Regions from separate parts of the Pan troglodytes genome. Here region 1 is linked to region 2. A link is a contact called in public Hi-C data. All regions are on one chromosome and are shown on one strand. The core of a region is the stretch at or near the end of the contact, and the rest is flanking DNA. Distances in the headings are between cores, read along the strand shown.

Region 1 (7,290 bases), core at 1,688-4,187, 280 kb after region 2:
TCTCCTTTGCCTTCTGCCATGATTGTGGGGTCTCCCCAGCCATGTGGAACTGTGAGTCCATTAAACCTCTTTTTCTTAATAAATTACCCAGTCTCGGGTATGTCTTTATTAGCAGCATGAGAACACACTAATACACCCTTGGTCCTGCCCACTAGTGACTTTTTGTAGGCAATTAACAAGCCTTTAGTCCTAATCCCAACAGGCCTGATGACTTGGGAATGTCAGAACTAGGAAATGTATGCCCCTAGCATCCAATCCTATAGAGGGGAGGGGTCCTTGGTGCCCCCAACCTGCCAGCTGTGAGATTTCTAATCCTCCCTTTGCTGACTGTGCAATTGCCCTATTTTTCTAGAAAAGCCTACTCTGGCCCATTGCTGATTGTCTATGACCCCACGGGGTCTAAGTTACTCATTGTAACTGTCCCCAGAGAAAACAGGCTGGGGCTGTAGGAAAGCTGGGAGCTCTGCCACCTTGATGTAACCTCAGAGCTGGTCCCTTCCTCCTCAGGTCACCATGCTCACTCCTGCTGCCCAGGTCTCAAAGACAGCCTACACCACCCACTCCCTGGCTTAGCACCATCCCCTGCCCTCTGTCTCTGCTGCCTGGGCCTCTGGATTCCCCTGCACCCCAGGCTCACTGTGTGCTGAGTGTCCCACTGTCCCACCAGCACCTGAGCCGGCCCTTCTCCAAATAAGGAACAACATTTTCTTTTCTAGTGATAAGAATAAATCATTTCATTGAAAATAGGAAATACCAAAAAGTAAAAAGAGGAAACTAAAAATCACCCATAATCTATCACATCCTAAACATGATTTACATTTTGATGCATTTGCTTAGTCTTTTTTCTTTGCACATGAATAATACATGTTTTTCCAGAACTGGAATTATACCATGCATAATATTTTGTACCCTTCATTTTTTTTCTAGCCTTGTCGTAACAATAAACATTCTGCTCTTATCCTTGGATCTCCATGTGAGTTTTCAAATTCCCCTCTCCTCCCCTCCATCCATCTAAATCTTTCCCTGCCTTTAATTCTCCATCCTGTAAAGCCTTGCCTAATAATTCTGGTCTATATGTATGTTCCTGTCAATATGTTTAGCCTTTGCTGCACAGATTGCATAATTCACTGCTTGATCTATTGTCTTTTCTAATGACTTTGAGAATTGGTTTTCTGTTGCTGATAATAATATAAGCCCTTAATAATCAGCAACCTTGTCTTACACATAGTAGTGCTCAGTAATGTTTGCTGATTTTCAGATTGCTTCACAATATTTGAGCTCCATATTCCCCTACCCTTTTTTTGTTTCTATGCAAAAGTGAAAATTCTCAGACAAGGTTGCTGGGAGCCAGGAATAAATACCCATCTAATGGTAGCAATACTTGTAAGAAAAGTACAGGACTCACATCTTGCGTTTTCCTAATCCAGCCTTTCCCCTTGCTGGTGTGAATGAGATGTATGCCTCCGCCAGAGTAGCTGGCCAAGATGCACCCACACAGGACTGCTAGCGTCTTAGACTGCTCTCTGAGTTGGAATTTAGGGCCTGAATTAGTCAAGCATCAAATGAAGAAATAATGAGATGCAAACTCTCCACATACTATCTTCACAGCTTTAAAATAAAACAAAATGTAATGGCCTTTAAAAGGAAATGTAGGTTAGACAGGATTGCAAGTTAACTACAGTTATTTTATAACATTAAAGTAATAAAAGGTATTTTTTGACCTCGTTTTACAAAGGCTATTTCTTCACACACACACACACACAAATACCCACCCATCTCCACACACATCCCCTCATATACACACACTCACACGCACACCCACTCACACTCACACACACGCATACATACACCCACTCACACACCCCACACACCCACCCGCCCACACACATGCACACTCACGCGTGCACACACCCACATACACACACGCACTCACACATGCATACATAGATACACACCGCCCCCCCCACCCCCCGACACACACACCCTTGCCCAAGCAATAAAGAGGAAGCCCCCACTGTTTGCAACTCTCCTATTAAAACAGACTAAGATCATTCAGGGTTCAGCCCCGCCCCAGGGCCGCGAGCGCTCAGGGATTTTGATTCCAGACCCTGGGCACCAGGCTGGAATCAAAATGATGGAGTTCCCGGTCGGTCCTCCGGTGCTGAATGTTTAATTTCCTATGAAAGGCTGCGAGCTAGAGGAGGAAGCAGGAACACCCAGCGCCGTTCCCGCCCATCCTCCCGCTCCGCCCCGCCCCGCCCGTGCTGGGCTGTGGCCTCTACACCAAGCAGCCGTCCTGGGCCGCCTTCCTTCGTCTGTGCGTGCAGCGCCGCCTCCTTCAGCTTAGGCCCGACACTCCATGAACTCTCATTTTCCACCTTCTCCGTCTCCAGCTTCCAAGCTGCACAGGGCCAGGCCGAGGTGCGTGATGGCGGGCACTGAATTACAGATCCCGTCTGTGGCCGCCAGCCTCTGTGTCCTGCCACCTCCTGCGAGAGGACATCACCGCCACCAGGTGGAGCGAGTCTCCTCCTCGGCGCTCCAACCACGTGCTGTTTATTACTCTGTGGGGATTCCCATACCGAGGCCTCTTCAGTTCCTGGAACAGTAGCACTAAAAGGCTCCTGAGTGCCTCTGTTAATTTGACTGTTCTGGTTCGCACTACAATGACCGGGCTGGAGAGGGGGCGCTCGTAATGAAACAGGAACTGCTCCTCGCACCCGCTCCAGAGTCCTTTACATCTTTGGGGAGAGGGGATACGGGGAGCTACATTTCATTTTCCTGAAGATTTTCCACGCGAAAGTGCTGGGGAGAGAGTTGGGCCTGGGAGGCTGCGCCTTCTTCCCGCGAATCCCGAAAACTGCGCAGCAAAGGCGGGTTCCGCAGAAGTCGCGGGTGACCCGGGGCGCCGCCCTCCTCGGGGCCCATTCGGATCTGCCGTCCGTCCTCTCCAGAGCGCCCCCTGGCGCCCTCTAGGCCATCTTGATTCCACCGCCGCTGTTGAAAGAATTAATAAATAAATCCTAGTCTCGCGTCTAGACCCGTCCGTGAGGGTCCCCTGCTCACCGGACACCCTGCCGCAATCTCTGCTGTCCCATTCTGGCCTCCCTACGGGGACGGGGGCCACCGTTTGCACATCAGCGGCGTTTGGGACAGCACTGTGCCAGATCTGTGACTCGGCTTTCAGAAGCTTCTGCCACAAGGCTTCAAAGGAAACCTTCAATTTTCACATTTCCTAGCGGGAAAAAAAATCTGAGGTTTCTTCTTGTGGCTTGATGAACTTAGCTTTCGTCGTTGGAACAAAACCCGAGGAACAGCGTCTTCGCCACCCTTGCCACCTTACTGATGTTTCTCAGGGGGCACATGCCCATCGCAACCTTATGAGTGGGGTCACGACAAATCCCATTTTTCAGATGCAGAAAGAGGCTCAGAGAGGTTAAGTGCTACTTGCTCAAGGCCACAGCAGGGAGTGGAGCTGGATTCGCTCCCAGGCAACTGACCCCAGCGTGCAGTCGATGCCTTCTCCTAGTCCCACTCACCGTGTAAGACCTGGTATTTACAAATTAGATGCTCGTTGTGCTTCTCCATTGGAAGGGCACTAGGGGAGCTCATTGTTTAAGACTGCCATCCCTAACTGCCTTTTAAAAAGAAATCTGGGCCGGGCGCAGTGGTTCATGCCTGTAATCCCAGCACTTTGGGAGGCCGAGGCAGGCAGATCACGAGATCAAGAGATGGAGACCGTCCTGGCTAACACGGTGAAACCCCGTCTCTACTAAAAATACAAAAAATTAGCCGGGCGTGGTGGCGGGCGCCTGTAGTCCCAGCTACTTGGGAGGCTGAGGCAGGAGAATGGCGTGAACCCAGGAGGCTGAACTTGCAGTGAGCCGAGATCGCCCCACTGCACTCCAGCCTGGGCGACAGAGCGAGACTCCGTCTCAAAAAAAAAAAAAAAAAAAATCTGACGTGACAAGGCCTTTAGTTTTTATAAGTGAGGTCTCCTCTCTTTGCCTAGATATTCCTCCGATAACATCAATGAAATTTTGCCCAGCACAGAGCAAGTACTAAATAATGATTTGGTGAATCTAATGTTGAGCCTGCAGTAATCCAACTAGAAACACCCACTCAGCCACTCGGGCATACCTTTTATTTGGGCAAGGGGCACTGCAGTTCTCTGGGCAGGGGTCAGCTAGGAGAGACCAATAGATGCCCCCACCCCAGGCTCCTAGACCCATCTCCAGGACCAAACAGCCAAAGCCCCTCTTCTTTTCTTCAAAATACACACATTTCTAGAAATTCTCTGCAAAATACATAGGCTACTAGATAAGCACCCAGTTTCCCTCTGGGGTCATTTGTTCCTGAATAAGGCTTATTAAAAGAGGAAACTATTTTTAAGCTAAATCATCAATCGAAAGTATTCTTCATTCTGGTATATGGCTGCTTTCCACAGATAATAAAATCCCGTCAACTTGATCCAAAGAAAAAATGACCTACATAACAATGACAGCATGAATAACAATTAATCCTCCATTGAAATGTTCAAAAGCTAGAATTGTGGTAAAGCCAAGATTCCCAGGGAGTGTCAGGAACTGCTCTCTTGATTCTAAGCTTGAAGCAGGTAAAGAAAAGGTTGTCTGGGACTAGGGCTTTCGGGGATAGGACCCAAATCCCAAGGCAAAGGGAGTCAGAAGCGAGTAAGAAAAGCAAACAGCTCCTACCTACCCAGTGCCAAAGAAACGCAGACACCAGTTCTGTGTCGGTTCTGCTTGAAAGGGTCTGAGAAGAATAATCTGGTAGATGAATCATTGAAGAATAATTTTGCAGACAGCTCCATCAAGCCAAATGCCCAGCATGAGGGCTGTGTGTATAATACTGTCATAACCTTTGAAGATAGATTCTGTTCATCAACACGGCTGTTTACATAATCACTTGGTCACCTCACCAAATGGATTAATCTTTTTGGTCACATTCCTTATCAGTGCATGGAGGGGTTAATTGTTGGTGGCCCAATGTGTCCCATAAACGGATCCCATGAGAATAAGCTTGCAGCAACAGATGATGAAGGGAACTGAGATACAGACGAAAGCACAGCGGCCTGGGAGACAGGAGACAAGGCTCCGCCTGGACCTTGACGACGACCTTCCTTAAAACTATGGACTCGTCATCTGACCTCTCAAGGCCTCCATTTCCCCATCTGTAAAACCGAAAGCCCCTCAGCAATCTGGGGCTATCGTCTGAAAAGTGTGGGCAGCTGCGGGCGCTCATACCTCAAGCCCCAAGAGTTTCTTCTTCTAACGGTAACATACTTTGCACATGACCCAGCAATCCCACTCCTGGGTATTTACCTGATAAATGAAAACCCATGTTTGCCGGGCATGGTGGCTCATGCATGTAATCCCAGCACTTTGGGAGGCCAAGGTGGGCGGATCACTTGAAGTCAAAAGTTCAAGACCAGCCTGGAAAACATGGTGAAACCCCATCTCTACTAAAAATACAAAAATTGGTGGGGTGTGGAGGCACATGCCTGTAGTTTCAGCTACTCGGGAAACTGAGGCAGAAGGATTGCTTGAACCCAGGAATCGGAGGTTACAAGTGAGCCAAGATTGCGCCATTGCACTCCAGTGCAGAGCAAAAGTCCGTCAAAAAAAAAAGAAGAAGAAAAAGAAAAAAGGAATGAAAGGAAAGAAAAGGAGGGAAGGAAGGAAGGAAGGAAGGAAGGACCATTAAGAAGGTACCTGTACCCAAATTTTCAGAGCAGCTTTATTTTTTTTTATCACCGCCCCAGACTGGAGTCAACCCACACGTCCTCAGCGTGTGAATAAATAGACCAACCGCAGCACATCGTACAGTGGAGTGCTACTAAGGAGCGAATGTGGATTCACACAGCAACACGGGTGCATCCCAAAAGCATGCTGCTACACGGATGCAAGGCCTTCGGACTATATGATCCCATTTAGGAGACAATTGGGAAAAGGGAAAATCCAGGGGTGAAGAATAGATCTGTGGTGGCAGGGGTGGGAAAAGCGGGGAGGATTTGCCTACTGAGGGGCAGCACAAGAGAATTTTGCGGGGCGATGGATCTGTCTGTATCTTGACCATGGTGATGATACATGACTGTGCATTTGTCAGAACTCACAGGACTGAATGAAAAGAGAAGTGAATTTTACTGCATGTGAATTGTTAAAATAAATGCTAGAAAGTATTTTAAAAATCAAGCCCAGATCCTGCAAGACATTATGGCTCCCCATCAGAAGGGGAGAGACGGGGAAAGAGAAGTGTCCCCAAAGTTAACCCACGTTCCCTGGGACCCACCTCCCTCCCCACTGCCACTTCCCACCAGTCTCATGCATGGGCCAGGCCCTTCCCTTCGCAGCTCACAGCCCAGCAGATGTTAGGTCAGAATGCGTCCCCTCACTTGACTAAAGGTTTACAGCCAGCAGGCTGGAAACAAACCAGATATTAACACCCCTCCTCCATGCCCTGCCCACCTTCTGGCCAGTACCAGTGAAGCAGAAGCCACTCTCCCACCCCTAGGCTGTCCCAAAGCCCTGAAGACCCAAGAAAGCAGAGCCAAGTGGAGTAACCCTGATACCAGGGCCAGCTGCCCAGTCCCCTGTAGCTGGGGAGGACCCCCTCTTCTTGTGAGGCAGACACTGGGAGTGACCCCTCCCTGCAAGGGAGATTTCTCATCCCCCAGGGTTCCCAGAGGGTTCCCAGAGGAAATACAGGATACCCAGTACATTTGAATTTCAGATAAAAAATAAATAACGTTCTGATACAAGTCTGTCCTGTGCAATATTTGTATGTGTTTTTATTTGCTAAATCTGGCAACTCTGTCCCCACCCACAGGGGCATGCCTATGGTCACCACACCAGAAGGTAATCCATTACATCTCAGTAACTGTAGATCCATACACCCAGATAATTTGCTTCTTGGCTCATCTCCTGGGAATTAGAGAACTGGGTCTGTTAGCCAAACTCTCAAGACACCTGCCCCAAAACAACCTGGGGTGCTGAGGAAGGGGCACAAAAGGCAAACAGCATGCCCTCTCCAACTCCCACCCCTACCACAATCTGAGCTTAGAAGCCAGATGTGGGTGGCGTGGGAGGGAAAGGCACACCAGCCTGAGCACCTCTTTCTGAGCAGGCTGTGTGGAGCGAGGCCCCAGGCCCATCCCGGGCCTCCCTCCAGCACCCATCAGACCCTCTCAGAGGACACAGGGATCACCCCTAGAGACCCCTAGATAGACTCTGCACACAGCCCAGCCTCCCAGGTCTCCCCCAGTCACCCCTG
Region 2 (7,614 bases), core at 3,209-5,708:
CACTAACCCCTTTTAAGATGATAATTACCCCATCCAGTCACTGTCCTCTACTTGTATGGCTTAGGTTTTGGCTCCTTAAGTGTAGGGCTTGATACTTATCTCTCTTAAGCTTTATCTTATTAAATTGGGCCATTTCCCTTGTCTCTGGATCCTGATCTTGTCACCTAATGTATTAGCTGTCTCTTAATACTTTATGTCATCAACTCCCTTGTTTTTTTATGTGTTTGGTTGTGTTTTTTTGTTTTTTTTGACAGAGTCTCACTCTGTTGCTCAGGCTGGAGTGCAGTGGCGCGATCTCAGCTCACTGCAACCTTCGCCCCCCAGGTTGACGTGATTCTGTTGCCTCAGCCTTCCAAGTAGCTGGGATTACATGCCCCTGCCACCAGGCCCAGCTGATTTTTAGAAGAGACAGGGTTTCACCATGTTGGCCAGGCTGATCTCGAACTCCTGACCTCAGGTGATCCACACCCACCTTGGCCTCCCAAAGTGTGGGGATTACAGGCATGAGCTACTGTGCCTGGCCCACATAAGGTTTTTGATGGCATGCTTACCAAAGCTGGTGATGACCAGTTGGGTGCAGTGGCTCATGCCTATAATCCCAGCACTTTGGGGGGCCAAGGCAGGTGGATCGCCTGAGGTCAGGAGTTTGAGACCAGCCTGGACAACATGGTGAAATCCCATCTCTACTAAAAATACAAAAATCATCTGGGTGTGGTGGTGGGTGCCTGTAATCCCAGCTACTTGGGAGGCTGAGGCCGGAGAATCACTTGAACCCGAGAGTTGGAGGTTGCAGTGAGCCGAGATCACACCACTGCATTCCAGCCTGGACGACACAATGAGACTCCATCTCAAAAAAAAAACAAAACCTTATGTGATTATTAATTGGACTGTGGCAAGGGTCTTTCACAAAAGACTTCCCTACAGTTTGACATCTACCCATTGAGTCAGCATTCTTTGTTCAGCCACTTAGGAGTCTCCCAATCCAAGCTGTCCCCTAGCCCCAGGTCCATAGCTTGCCTGCAAGGGTGTCTCAGAGACGTTGTCCTGTGTCTTATGGTGTGTCTCTCCACCCACCCTATCCCACCTCCAGGCCACATGTCCTTCCTCGGGAGGGTTGTGTAAACCCTCTTTATGTTAACCACATCCTTCTCTTTGACTTTTGCCAATGTTTTCATGAAGATTTTGCTTTATCCTCACAGATAGAGAAGTTTTTCCCTCATGTCCTTGAGAAGGAAAAAACACGTCCTGAGGGGGAGCCTTCCAGCCTCTCACCGGAAGAGTTGGCCTTTGCCAGAGAGTGAGTGAGTGAGCCGTTGGCGTGGGGCACCTGGCTGGTTCAGCATGAGGCCTGTCCTAGAGGCCTGTGCGCTGCTGCCTGCTAACCTTGGACGTCCATCAGCTGTGTACACCACAGCGATTTGAATCCATGTCTTTCAGGTTCATGGCGAACACAGAGTCCTATCTGAAAAATGTCGCCTTGAAGCACATGCCCCCTAACTTACAGAAGGTGGACCTCTTTCGGGCAGGTAAACAGGACGTTCTCCCTGCAGGTGGCCCACCCATCCTCAGGTGTCCCAGGGTAGGATCCTCTCTTCACTGTTTTTACCCAAATACAAAAAAATAAGTATGTAGATAAACAGAAAGAAGAGCAAGGATTCTAGCTAAAGACCAAAAAAATCACGGAAAGCAGATCCAATGGTAGGCATTTGAGCATTGCTTCCTTGTTCCCTGGGGTGGGCTGAGCCCCATGACTGCACTGGTGCTTGTAGACTCGGGCATGGAGCCGCGTTCGCCTTCAGTAGCCATCTGCTGAGCCTCTGTGAGGTGCTGGCAGCCCCGAGTACCAGCACTGCAGAGCCTACGCCAACATTGCCCCTGCTCAGAGGGGCTGGCCGTCTCTTCGTCACAGGTCCCAGAATGCACAGGGCCCGTCTAGCTGGAGGGGAGGGCTGAAATAGGAGGCTAGGGAGACCTCCAGTGAGTCCCTGTGGCCTCAGAAGAGGGAGCAGGTTGGAGGGTGTGGAGAGAGGAGGGAGGGGAGCCGGGGAAGGGGAGCTTGGCCGGAGCCCCTCCTCGGGCCTCTTCGCACCAGCCCCTAAGGGCTGCCGAGCAAGGAAAGGGAGGTATAGGCAGAGCCCTTAACGTCGGATCAACCCACCGGGGGCCCTGGCTTACAGGATAAAGCCCATGTTCCTCAGTGTTTCACAGTGCACCAGATCCAAGCAAGACCTCCTCAGGCAAAATTGCCACACCAAATCAAACGAGCTCCAGTACACCCGAGCCCTGGAAATTCATCTCTGCCCAGCCTGTGCTGGGGCTGGGGACCACACAGCCACCCCTGCGGTGGTGGAACAGGGTCTTAGTGCCTTTGGGCTGCTCACAGTTATGGAGACTGGGAAGTCCAGGATCCAGGCCCCCACAGATTCAGTGTCTGCCAAGAGCCTGTTCCTCATAGATGGCGCCTTCCATATGTCCTCACAGAGAAGGGAAGGGGCAAGCAGACTCTCAGGCTACTTTTATAAGATCACTAATCCTAGTCTCTGTGTGTCCTAGTCCCCTCCCTCCCCCCCACCTTTTGAGTTTTGTTTTTTGTTTGCTTTTTATTTTTTGAGACAAGGTCTTGCTCAGTTGCCCCAGCTGGAGTAGATTGACGCTGTCATAGCTCACTGCAGCCTTGAACTCCTGGGCTCAAGCGATCCTCCCACCTCAGCTTCCCAAGTAGCTGGAACTACAGGCATGTGCCACCATGCTTGGCTATTATTTTTAAAATTTTTTTGTGGAGACAGAATCTTGCTATGTTGCGTAGGCTGGTGTCAAACTCCTGGCCTCAATTGATCCTCCAGCCTCAGCCTCTCAAAATGCTGAGATCACAGGCATAAGCCACTGTGCCTGGCCTATTCTCTTCTTATAAGACACCAGTCAGATTGGATTAAAATGCTGAGATCACAGGCATAAGCCACTGTGCCTGGCCTATTCTCTTCTTATAAGACACCAGTCAGATTGGATTAGGGCCCACACTACTTGGCCTCGCTTTCACTTAATTGCCTCTTTAAAAGCCCTGTTTCCGAATACAATCCCACGCTGAAATACTGGGGGTTAGGGCTTCAACATATGAATTCTGCAGGGACACAGTGTAGCCCATAACACCAGGAGCAAGTCAGACCCATACCAGACTTGTGGAACCCTGAATTGGTCATTTTGCTGAGGCTGCCTGAGGAAAACAAAAGGCCCAATCTGTGTCCAGTTTCCTCCCTGGTCAGCCACTCTGTCTGCATCTTAGAAGAGTAGGAATGGGCTGGGCTCCTATCTAAACCCTGAGTGTGCCATACCATTCTTCCCAGCAACTTTTACTTTGTTGACTTTGTTGGCCGAGGATTTCCTAATCACATTGTTGTTTTCCTGGCAGTTCCCAAACCAGATCTAGATTCTTACGTGTTTCTGAGAGTGAGAGAACGACAAGAAAACATACTGGTAGAACCAGACACAGATGAGCAGAGGTGAGTGGCGTGCATCTTTCACAGTGGGCACGTTCCTCCCGATGGAGGGCCAGCGGAGCTCTGCAGGCAAATGTGTTTCCCTCTTTTTCAGGGACTACGTGATTGACCTGGAGAAGGGCTCACAGCACTTGATCCGATACAAAACCATTGCACCTCTAGTTGCATCTGGAGCTGTCCAGCTAATTTAAAACTAGGCATAAACAGCCAGGCATGGTGGCTCAAGCCTGTAATCCCAGCACTTTGGGAGGCCGAGGCGGGCGGATCATGAGGTCAGGAGTTCGAGACCAACCGGACCAACATGGTGAAACCCCATCTTTACTAAAAATACAAAATAATTAGCTGGGTGTGGTGGTGTGCACCTGTAATCCCAGCTACTCAGGAGGCCGGGGCAGGAGAATCGCTTGAACCTGGGAGCAGGAGGTTGCAGTGAGCCGAGGTCGTGCCATTGCACTCCAGCCTGGGTGACAGTGAGACTTTGTCTCAAAAAACAAAAAACAAAAAAAAAACAAACTAGGCATAAACTCATGAGGTCAGGAGATCAAGACCATCCTGGCTACTAAACCCCATCTCTACTAAACCCATCTCTACTAAAAATACAAAAAATTAGCCAGGCATGGTGGCGGGCCCATCTACTCGGGAGGCTGAGGCAGGAGAATGGCGTGAACCCGGGAGGTGGAGCTTGCAGTGAGCCAAGATCGTGCCATTGCACTCTAGCCTGGGCGACAGAGCGAGACTCCATTTCCAAAAAAAAAAAAAAAAAAAGCACACTAGGCGTAAACAAGAATGAAGACCTGGAACCCTAGAGAAAATACTAGAAACCCCTCGTATCACGTTGTGCCTGAGGACAATAATAAAGTAGTTTACTAGGCATCAGACATTCCTCAGCAGTGCTGTGGGTCACGGGTGTGAAGCGGAGCTCGAGGCAGGATTGCTTGTGTTGCTGCATGTCCTGTCTGCTGTTTTAGCCCGTGTCAGTAGATGGGGCCATTGTACTGTTTGTTCTGCACACTTGGCGGAGCAGCAGAGGCTCTCAGCATGCCTTTTCCCTTTGTAGTATTTTCTGAGCTAAGGAAAGTCAGGCAGAAGTAGTTCATAAGAAGGCATCACTGCCTGTGATCGGGGCTGCATTTAGCCCTGACCTGATAATGGTAGGAGAGTTCATTTAGCCTTTCTGCTGCGAAGATTGTAAATAGATTAAAGAAAACAGCTGTGGCCTTCTCCCGTCATACATCATTAGACTGTGTAAACTAACATTTTAGAACCTCTAATATTGGACTTAAAACCAATTTCTGTCATGCTTAATTGAAAATCACAACTAAACCAATAAACCATTATTAAATTTCCATTCTGCAGCAGAAGGCACCTCTGGACGGCTCCCGGCTTGTAGTTTAATGAAGTATGTGCTCCCTGCTGTTAACCCGCAGCCCTCCCCAACTCTCCAGCAGCTTTGCCAAGTCAGCCTCCGGGCCATCTGGCTGTCCTTGGCCAAGGCACTGTTAACAGAGTGACGTTAACCATCTTGTATTGTGACCTATGGCCGCTTTTCTGGTTTAAGTCCTTCACTTTTTCAAGAGGAATGGATGAAATTAATGTGCATGCAGAGTCTCACAGTGATGCCGGAAGGAAGGATGTATAGGCAGTGAATGAATGATCTTTCCTTGAAATGCTATAAAAAGCAACCTGCATTCCAGTCTTTTCTTCCTGGTTGAAGTTGGCAGATTTCCATTTGCAGGGTATGGGCTGCGAGAGTAATCAGGGTAACATTGCTGTCATTTCCAAGAGAAATCAGTAGGGGAAAGCAAGGGAGGTCTTTTTTTTTTTTTCTTTTTTGAGACGGAGTTTCCCTCTTGTTGCCCAGGCTGGAGTGGCAGTGGTGTGAACACGGCTCACTGCAGCCTCCACCTCCTGGGTTCAAGAGATTCTCCTGCCCCAGCCTCCCGAGTAGCTGGTATTATAGGTGCGCACCACCACACCCGACTAATTTTTTGTATTTTTAGTAGAGATGGGGTTTCATGATGCTGGCCAAGCTGGTCTCGAGCTCCTGACCCCAGGTGATCCACCCACCTCGGCCTCCCAAAGTGCTGGAATTATAGGCGTGAGCCACTGCGCACAGCCTGGGGAGGTTTTATTTCTTGACAAAGGTATTTGATACTCGTGCAGTCCCTGGAGGGTCTCACTGGAGAGACAACATTTAGGCTGAGATCTGATTAACAGGAGGCAGCTGCAGTGCAGAGGTCAAAAGGGAGGGTGTTCCAGGCAGAGAAAACAGCCTGTGCAAAGGCCGTGAGGCAGAAACAAGCTCTACTTGAGGTCAGCCTGGTTAGAAAGCCCAACTCAAAATAGAAAGTAGTACATGATAAGGTCTGAGGCAGGCTGGACCCAGATCTTACAGGACCTTGTTAATAAGGATCCCATTTGGTCCCCCACAGTCCTGAGAAGCGGGCAGGGCTGTGGGAAACAGCAGATATTTAGTGGTAAGCCTGAGATCAGAACCCAAGTCTGCATTTCCTAGTCACGTTCTCCCTGTAGTGCTAAGCCCAGAGACCTGAGCTGTTACCTAGAACAGTGTGCTTCCTAAGCCTTAATGTGCATACCCATCGCCTGGAGCTCGCCTTAAGATGTAGGTTCTGCCTGAAGCCCAAGTTCATTTAGTATGTCATGGTTAATTCAGAGTAAAATCAAGAGTTAGTACCTGATTTATGCTTGTTATATAAAGAAAGAGACAACTTCACTGTATGATCATTTTGTCACTTTTCAAAAGCACTTAATTCCCATTCAATTGAAAATGTTTCAAGAACAAACCTATTTGGTCATTTTATTGACATTGCACATTTGTATATGAATAAATTTTTGCAAATTAAAAAAAAAATGTAGGTTCTGAAACAGGGTGAGGTCCAGGATCCTGCCTTTCTAAGGAGCTCCCATGTTGTGCAGTTGCTGCTGGCCCGGGGACCACATTGAATGACGGCTCTACATCCTCATGCCTCCAGCTGCTGCCCTGTACATGTCCAACTGCACGGAGCACTTTACATCCTCTAAAACCACAGTAAATTGCTCCATTTCCTAAATTACCTCTTCAAGAGAAGACTGGTTTTGATGTCATTTTTAAATAAAGGAGAAGTTGAATTTCAAAACCAAGTGGAACAGGAAATGATGTGACTTGGTTGACATTGATTTTAACATTTGGTTCATGGTGAGTGTTTTGCTTTATTGTTAAAAACTTGCCACTAAAAGCATGACAGAACATTTTATCAAATGATGGCGTCATCCTTTTACCGTAAGTTTGCCCCTAGCAAGACAGCTCTTCCTGAGACGTGCTTGCAGGCCCCTATGTGGGTTTTCCCACCGCAGTCATCATCCGTCATCTGTGACCTTGCTGCATTTACTCCATGCTCACACCCCAGCAGCCCGCCTGGCTTTGGCATCGCCCTCAGAGGCATCAAACTTCCCCTGCTGCAATGTACAAGAGTTAGCCAGGAAGCTTGCAGAGTGCTTTGGTTTTGTTTTTGTTTTTTTGAGATGTCGCCCTGGCTGGAGTGCAGTGGTACAATCTCAGCTCACTGCAACCTCCGCCTCCTGGGTTCAAGCGATTCTCCTGCCTCAGCCTCCCAAGTAGCTGGGATTACAGGTACACACCATGACACCCAGCTAATTTTTGTATTTTTAGTAGAGATAGGGTTTCACCATGTTGGCCAGCCTGGTTTTGAACTCCTGACCTCAAATGATCTGCCTGCCTCGGCCTCCCAAAGTGCTGGGATTACAGGTGTGAGCCACCATGCCCAGCTGCAGAGTGCATTTTTAAGCAAACACATATATGTCAATTCTTCATATAGTGTTCTTTAATTTATCTTGGGAAGCCAAATATCCCATTTAGAATTCTGTAAGAACTGATTTTTCAAATGTATCTAATCAACTAGCTATGAAAGCGCTCTCATTATATTGTCCAAAAAACCTTTGTTTTTTAAAAAAACAAAATCAGTATTCTGTACTTATTTAACAGATTTGGTTTCAAATAGCTTGGCTATTTCCGAAAAATCGGATATTCATTCCATGGCTAAGAAACAACTACTGGGTGTATTCAAAGAGATGTACCGGCCCAGGCTTGGTGGCTTACACC

The links. Hi-C and Micro-C count contacts between places; a contact is called where the count stands out from the background.
Region 1: a Hi-C map of induced pluripotent stem cells shows a contact between it and region 2, with 2.2 times the contacts expected there. The contact joins two enhancer-like sites. A contact is called at or near these places in 3 of 7 Hi-C or Micro-C datasets (blood, induced pluripotent stem cells and stem cell-derived neural progenitor cells).

Annotation. Positions count from the first base shown.
Region 1 is chr7:50,126,619-50,133,908 of NHGRI_mPanTro3-v2.0_pri, forward strand. The region is part of intron 1 of ANK1 (ankyrin 1); the gene reads right to left. Among named protein-coding and RNA genes, the nearest start is that of ANK1, 67 kb to the right of the region's middle. Within about 2 kb of position 2,938, at least 16 of the 24 cell types and tissues checked have an H3K27ac peak or open chromatin away from gene starts, as enhancers often do. A contact at or near this core is called in induced pluripotent stem cells and stem cell-derived neural progenitor cells, where this site is marked.
Region 2 is chr7:49,841,118-49,848,731 of NHGRI_mPanTro3-v2.0_pri, forward strand. GINS4 (GINS complex subunit 4) reads left to right here. Exons shown (of 9, transcript XM_063817054.1): 5 at 1,200-1,297; 6 at 1,438-1,526; 7 at 3,407-3,497; 8 at 3,589-3,723; 9 at 5,549-6,631. The coding sequence ends at 3,685. Among named protein-coding and RNA genes, the nearest start is that of GINS4, 13 kb to the left of the region's middle. Within about 2 kb of position 4,459, at least 3 of the 24 cell types and tissues checked have an H3K27ac peak or open chromatin away from gene starts, as enhancers often do. A contact at or near this core is called in induced pluripotent stem cells and stem cell-derived neural progenitor cells, where this site is marked.